2 separate regions of the Mus musculus genome follow, and region 2 is linked to region 1. Evidence: chromatin contacts called from public Micro-C data. All regions are on one chromosome and are shown on one strand. The core of a region is the stretch at or near the end of the contact, and the rest is flanking DNA. Distances in the headings are between cores, read along the strand shown. Region 1 has its middle 18 kb from the start of Ccdc6. Region 2 overlaps Ccdc6 (coiled-coil domain containing 6).

The links. Hi-C and Micro-C count contacts between places; a contact is called where the count stands out from the background.
Region 2: a Micro-C map of the G1E-ER4 cell line shows a contact between it and region 1, with 2.4 times the contacts expected there. The contact joins two enhancer-like sites. A contact is called at or near these places in 2 of 484 Hi-C or Micro-C datasets (the G1E-ER4 cell line and liver), 1 of 115 datasets of contacts at active chromatin or transcription factors (embryonic stem cells) and 3 of 9 other capture datasets (adipose tissue, liver and pancreatic islet).

The regions. Positions count from the first base shown.
Region 1 is chr10:70,077,122-70,080,596 of GRCm38.p6, forward strand. No RefSeq gene overlaps it. Among named protein-coding and RNA genes, the nearest start is that of Ccdc6, 18 kb to the right of the region's middle. Within about 2 kb of position 1,635, at least 24 of the 459 cell types and tissues checked have an H3K27ac peak or open chromatin away from gene starts, as enhancers often do. A contact at or near this core is called in the G1E-ER4 cell line, where this site is marked.
Region 2 is chr10:70,179,701-70,183,367 of GRCm38.p6, forward strand. It overlaps Ccdc6 (coiled-coil domain containing 6), which reads left to right. Exons shown (of 9, transcript NM_001111121.1): 7 at 2,460-2,560. Among named protein-coding and RNA genes, the nearest start is that of Mrln, 23 kb to the right of the region's middle. Within about 2 kb of position 2,056, at least 63 of the 459 cell types and tissues checked have an H3K27ac peak or open chromatin away from gene starts, as enhancers often do. A contact at or near this core is called in the G1E-ER4 cell line, where this site is marked.

The DNA of each region.
Region 1 (3,475 bases), core at 385-2,884:
CCCTAACAAACATCTAGATAACACCCCTGCCCAGATCCCTGGACACCCCATATCCCAGGCAGGGTGACACATTAAAGACAGGAAGAGCTCAAGGTCATTTTCAGGTACATAGCAAGTTTAAGGCCATTCTGAGCTGATTGAGACTCTGTCTCAAAAGGAAAGGAAAGAAGGGGCAGGCATCTTTTATCATAGCCTATATAGAAAACCCAGTAGGGTTCAGAACTGTCCAGGCTTCCAATGCAGATGAGAGATTGTGATACGATTAGTTCAAGTTGCACTATATTCAAAGAGCAAAGGCTAGGCAGGCTTCAGGTGGCAGCTATGAGTTCTGGGAGCCACAGCTTCCAGAAGCAGCACATCAGGGCAGGAGGCTCCCCTGGCCTTGGCTCCGAGCACATTTGTAAAGCAGAGGGGCTGTGGTTGAAGATGAACCCTGATTCTGGCGCTCAGATAGCAGCATGTGTAGCCTGGAGGCAAGCCAAGATACCTTCCAAGGCTGGGATATCTACTGCTGTTATCCTCAGGGATCAATCTTAGCTCTGAACCCGTTGCCATGGAGACCATCTGAGTCTATGTTTTTCCCTTAGTGATGTTCAAGAAAGCCTACACACATACCTATTCAGAAAATATTCTAATACGTGGGCTCACATCAGCATAAATGACTATGTCCTTTATAGAAAACAAAAGCAAGTGTCTGGGGAAGAACATGGTGGGAGCCAGTCTGCTTCCAAACTGGGAAAGAGGTTGGTAGTGAGAACCACCTCCTTCTACACAGCATTCTGCTGTTCTGATTTCAAATAAAACCTGTTTATATTACAAAATATGGAAAAATGCATAAAACCCAAAAGGTAAACCTTAAAATAACCACACTCATTTTTCTTTTTATGGATATATATATATATTCCTCCTATTTCTAGGACAAACACCTTTATGAATTTGGTCTGTCAGTCCTGCCAATTTCTCTTATTTTTATATGTCTATCTATTTACACATCCATCTATCCATCCACCTACATGTCTACTTATCCTTTTTTTTTTTTTTTTTTTTTTTAATTTTGAGGCAGGGTCTTGCTATATTGCCCAAACTGGCCTTGAACTCTTGAACTCTAAGAGATACTTCTGTAGGCTCCCATGACTACAAGTACATTCCATCGAGCTCAGCACATCTATTTATTTACTGATTTATCTAATACTTACTAAGTCATGACCTTGGTCTGAACACTGTCCTAGGCATCTGCAGGTCATTGATAAGTAACTGTATCTATTACTTCCCTATTGCTGTAATAAAATACCATAACCAGAAGCAACTTACCGAAGAGATTATTTGGGCTTACAGTTTCAGAAAGGTAATAGTCCACCATGGGAGGGGAGCAGCAACCAGCAAGAACAGGATGCTACAACACATCTCAAACCAGCACACAGGCAGTGGTGGAACAAGCCTTTAATCCCAGCACTTGGGAGGCAGAGGCCAGCCTGGTCTACAGAGTGAGTTCCAGGACAGCCAGGGCTACACAGAGAAACCCTGTCTCTAAAAACCAAACAACAACAACAAAAAACAAAAAACCCAGCACTGAGCAGAGAAAGCAAACAGGAAGTGAGGAGAGACTATAGACACTCAAAGCCTGCCCGGCCCCCAGTGATGTACTTCCTCCAACAAGGCTCCACCTTCAGGAGGTTCCATATTCTCCCTAAACTGGGCGGCCCACTGCGGACCAAGTGTTTGACTACCTAAGCCGGTGAGGTGACGTTCTCATTTGAACCACCATAGCTACAAAAAAGAACTCATTTCTCAGACATGTTATAGTCTCGTAAGAGAAGACAGGAAGTTATCAGCAAACACAACTACTGACTAGTGAGAAATGCTCTACAGAAAAGCATGCTTAGAGGACCCATTGAAAATTGACCTAGTGGAGACTGAGACATACTCCTGGGACCAGGAGCAGTAGAGAAAGAAGGGGCCTTAACGATAACATGGAAAGGAGATAGATGTGTCTAACCTGTGACTCACAGGCCACACGTATCTCAGAATAGCCATAACGTGGCCCCATGCATTTGGAGATGGCAGCATCTCATCACAAAAGGCCGAATCTACAGCCTGTTGGGAATGAAGGGGGAACAAGAAGGGGAAGCAGTTGAAGAGGTGAGCCACAGACAAGTCACAGATTCGGGAAAAGAAAATGCCAGAGAAACGCGAATTTTAAGACGCTGAGTTTTAACAGAGAGTGGGGGGATATGCTCTGTTGGAAGAGATTTAGGGAGAAGGTCAGCAGATCTCAGCAAGTTCATTGTGTAAGTAGGATAGGAGTGCATGGCCCAGGCTCTTAGTGGAGGATAACCCTGGGGTTCAGTGTGTGAAAGCATTTGCAAGCTCACACACACACACACACACACACACACACACACACACACACCACACACATATACCACACACACATATACCACACACACACATATACCACACACACACACACACACACGAATGTTAGGATATCTCAACACCTTAGGATTACTGTATTTTATTAACCTCATGATTCCACTCTACAAAATTCGAAATCACTGTGGTTTCAAGCGAACAATCATAGCATACTGACCAAGAAACAACATGTTTAGGGGTTGGAAAGAGACTGGGCAATTAGGAACACTGGGTGTTCTTCCAGAGGACCCAGGTTCAATTCCCAGCACCCATAAGGCAATTCACAACCGTCTGTAACTCCAGTTCCAGGGGATCTGCAGGCCAAACACCAATGTACATAAAATAAAAATAAATAAATCATTTTTTAAAAAAGATGATGCTTAAATAAAAGTCCTATCGAAGACCTACACATTTAAATTGCTTTACACGAAATGAATGAAAACCAAGGGCTTAACCTCATGGAAGCTCATCATGTTGAGAGTGACACTGGGGGTCAGGGAAGACATTGCAGTCCCCACAGCAAAAACATGGCATTACTGTATTCTATTATAATTCCACTTTACCTCAGAACTGGGCTGCAGGTGCCAACTGCCAAAGGAAAGCAAAAAAATGAAGATGTCAAAAATGCTCATCCCTGTGCTCTGCACAGAATTGCTATTTCTTTACTGTTCTTTTCTCATTTATTTGTGGGGCTTTTTTTTTTTCTTTTGGGCGATGTTTTTGAGAGCATGTGTGTCTGTGTGTACGAGTGTGTGAGTGCATGTGTGTCCGAATGAGTGTGTGTAGGAATGTGTGCATGCATGTGTGCGCACACATGACACAGAGCCTGTGTGGAGGTTAGAACTGGTTATCTTCCTCTTTAAGTGTCTCTCTTATTTCTATTCCTGTGCTGTGGAGCCCAGACTAGAAGGCCTCCAGCTTCAGGCGGATTCTCCCATCTCTGCTTCCCATGTCCCAGTGGGAGTGTTGAGTTTGCAGATGAGAGTCACAGGATCAGGGCTTTATGTGGGCTCTGAGACATGAGACTCAAGTGGTTTTACCCATGGAACCATTACCCTGGCCC
Region 2 (3,667 bases), core at 806-3,305, 100 kb after region 1:
ATTAGCCTTCTTCTGACACAGACCATTTCTGACCAGGTGTGGCCATATTTCACTGAAAGGGAGTTAGAGCCTCTTAAGATGTCTGGGCACCCACTGTGTGGGCACCCACTGTGTGAGACCTAGGTCACCAGCTGGGTGTCTTAGGGTTTTACTGCAATGAACACCACGACCAAGGCAACTCTTAACATAGGACAACATTTAATTGGGGCTGGGTAACAGGTTCAGAGGTTCAGTCCATTATCATCAAGGTGAGACCATGGTAACATCCAGGGGCTACAGGAGCTTAAGATTTCTACCTCCTGTTCCTGAGGCATTTAGGAGAAGACTGGCTTCCAGGAAGCTGGGAGGAGGGTCTCAGAGCACACCCTCACAGTGACACACTTCCTTCAAAAAGGCCACACCTAATAGCACCTCTCCCTGGACCAAGCATATTCAAACCACCGCATGGGGTCTGGTCTGTGAGGATAAAGTGTGACTAGCCACACAGCCCTCTGCCTCTGTCCACCAGAGAAATAATAGATCCAGAGACATAGATCCAGAGAAATAATAGATCCAGAGACATAGATCTAGAGAAATAATAGATCCAGAGACATAGTTCCAGAGAAATAATAGATCCAGAGACATAGATCTAGAGAAATAATAGATCCAGAGACATAGATCTAGAGAAATAATAGATCCAGAGACATAGTTCCAGAGAAATAATAGATCCAGAGACATAGATCTAGAGAAATAATAGATCCAGAGACATAGATCTAGAGAAATAATAGATCCAGAGACATAGATCCAGAGAAATAATAGATCCAGAGACATAGATCCAGAGAAATAATAGATCCAGAGACATAGATCCAGAGGACTGCAAAGCTCCCCACCACTTCTGTGGATGCTTTCAAGAAAACCGGATTTTTAAAATAATGGCAAGTTATAAACGGGACTCTAGAAGTTACAGAAGAATGACAAGCTTCCCTCTTTAAAATCTCTCTGCTTCCTCACTTGAAAAGGTTTTACTGTATTTTGAAATTGTAATCCCTGCTTCTAAGTCTGTTCTTGACAGTTTCCCATTCTCAGTAAAACGGTTTGACTGAACACGTCAGCCCAAACACAAAGCAGTTCACTAGATATTTTACTAACTACTTTAAGACTCGGGGGAGCTGGAGTACAGAGCACCTAGGGCTGGGCTTCAGAGGGGCCGCTCTTAGAAGATGTGGCTTCCAGATAGATGGGCCACTTCCTCCAGAGCTGACGTTCACGGCGCAAGTTTGCTTTATTTCTGTTGGGTTTGTTGTTGTGTTTGTGGGTTTTGGGGGGGTGGTGTGTCCTGTAGTCCTGAGCTAACCTTGCGTTTTGATCCTCCTGCTTCTGCCCCAGATTGCTGGGATTAGAGGCGTGTGCCACCAGAGTGCTAGAGGCACAACCCAGGGCTTCATGCATGCTGCTGCAAAAACTCTCCCCAACTGAGCTACATCCCCAGCCCTGCTTTTACTTATTTTTGTAAGTTATTCAAGGTACCATGGAGTTGCTAAGTACCTGGTTAAGTAGCACTCTGCACCCCAGAATTGAGCCATTGAGATAGATCTAGGGGAAAGAAAATACCAGACACTTAAGACTGTAAGGGGTGATCTTAAACCACCTTCCTGTTTGTATAATATAAGGAAACGCCCCACCTGGTGTTCTTATGGTGGACTGTCCTAAAGAAGGGAAGGAGACAGAGACAGGCGTCTAGTTGAGCTGTGTGTCATTCAAGCTTCATTAACCTGCTTGGAAGGGGCTGGGTCAGTCCCTCGTGTGAATAAACACCAGGGCTAATGGTGCTCTGAGGTCCAAGTCCATGCCTGGTTAGCCTTAAGACCAGGGAGGATGGTTTGTCAGGAAGTCTGTCAAACAGAAATCCCCCTGCATCAGCACTGTATGCTTGGTTTGCAAAGTGAAAGCCGACGGTCCCCGTAATCACACGTCAGCATCTTTGGGCCCAATGTGAGCTAGACTCAGCACAGAGTGGCTGGGCATGACCCGCCCAGGGTGCCCAGCACTGGTGTCTTCTGTTAAATTCTAACCTGTTAAGCAGAGCCTGCCTTGTGAAAACCTTGGCACTCGGCCTAGGGGCATATTTGTCCTTCAGTGTGTTAAGTATCAGTGAGCCTGTTGATTTTGAGTTTCAAGTAACAATTCAAATAGATATATCTGTGTGCTTGTGAGGTCACTGGCAGGACTCCAGGACAGGTCCCTTGTGATATTTATGTGTTGCGTGGCTACGACAAGTCTCTGGGGATGATGACACTTGTGAGACTAGAGCAGTGTGACTCCGGAGTCCTCTGTACTAGAGATGTCCCCTGGGTACAGCCTCTCCAGCTCCCAGGATTTTGACCTTAGGTTGTGCCTTGAGAGCTTCACTCCTAGGGTTTCTTCTGCTGAGGCCCACGTGAACATGGGTGTTTGAACCACTTCCTCCTCTCTCCTTTCAGGTATTTTAATGAGATGTCTGCACAAGGATTGAGACCTCGCACTGTGTCCAGCCCAATCCCTTACACGCCTTCTCCCAGCTCAAGCAGACCTATATCACCCGGTGAGTGTGTCTGCGGGCTACCTCGGTGTGGCTGTTTTCCAGCTGTTTAGTGCGCATGTGTATGTGTGTGACTGTGGCTGTGTGTGTGTGTGGTGGTTGTGTATATGTAGCTGTGTGTATATGTATATGGGGGGCTGTAGGGGGGTTGCAAAGGGGCTGTGCATGTGGCTGTGGGGGGCTGAGGCTGTTTGGGGGGCTGTGTGTATGGCTAGGGCTGTGGCAGGGGCTGTGTGTATGTGTTAGGGCTGTTTGGGGGGCTGGGAGGGTTGTATGTGTGTATATGACTGAATGTGTGCCTGTGTGGCACTGGGAATTGGACCCAGGCCCTCACACAGATTTAGCTAGATGCTCACCGATGGTTTTTAGCTAGCTCTTGTGGTTGTATTCCCTTCTATTTTGTGATTTTTAAATCTAAGTCACCATTAGTACTGAGTATTTATTGGTTGGAGACCTTAAACAACAAAGTCCCTTGATTTACTTTCTTAATTATTTATTATTTAGTGTTTTTCTTTACTTTTTAACTTTTATCTTTGAGGATTTCATATTATCTGTCTGCCCCGTCTTCCTCAGTGTTCACTGAGCCTTAGGTACAGATGATGATGATGATGGTGGTGGTGATGGACGACCTTCAATTTGACTTCAAAACCTCTTTCTAGAAGACTGTGTGTGTGACTAGTCTTAGGGGATGGGCAGGGTTCCTGGGTTGATTGCAGGATGTCTTCCCATGTGTCTTTTATGGGTTCCTTCACTTCATTCCAACTGCCTTAATCTCACTTTTGCTGTCGGTAGTAATCTGGGCATCGTTTTCTTCCCTTGTGAAAATAGAAGCGCAGCCAGTCACGGGTTACTAGCTCTGGGTCTTTGGGCGAAGAGGAGGCCAAGTTGAGCGTCTTTATCCAAAAACCAGTGTCTCCCACTCCCCCTCACCCCCCCACCCCCAGCACAAGCTGCCTCCTGATCCTTGCAGTGGTTTGTGAGCCAAGCCTCGCTGGCCTGGTAGGTTGCTTATGCAAGCAAGACAGCTAGCGTCTCCCACTGCTGGCTTTGTTAGCACGGGCCTTGCCTTTCCCAGCATGCTTGCCTTCATCTGACCCCAAATACTCCTGA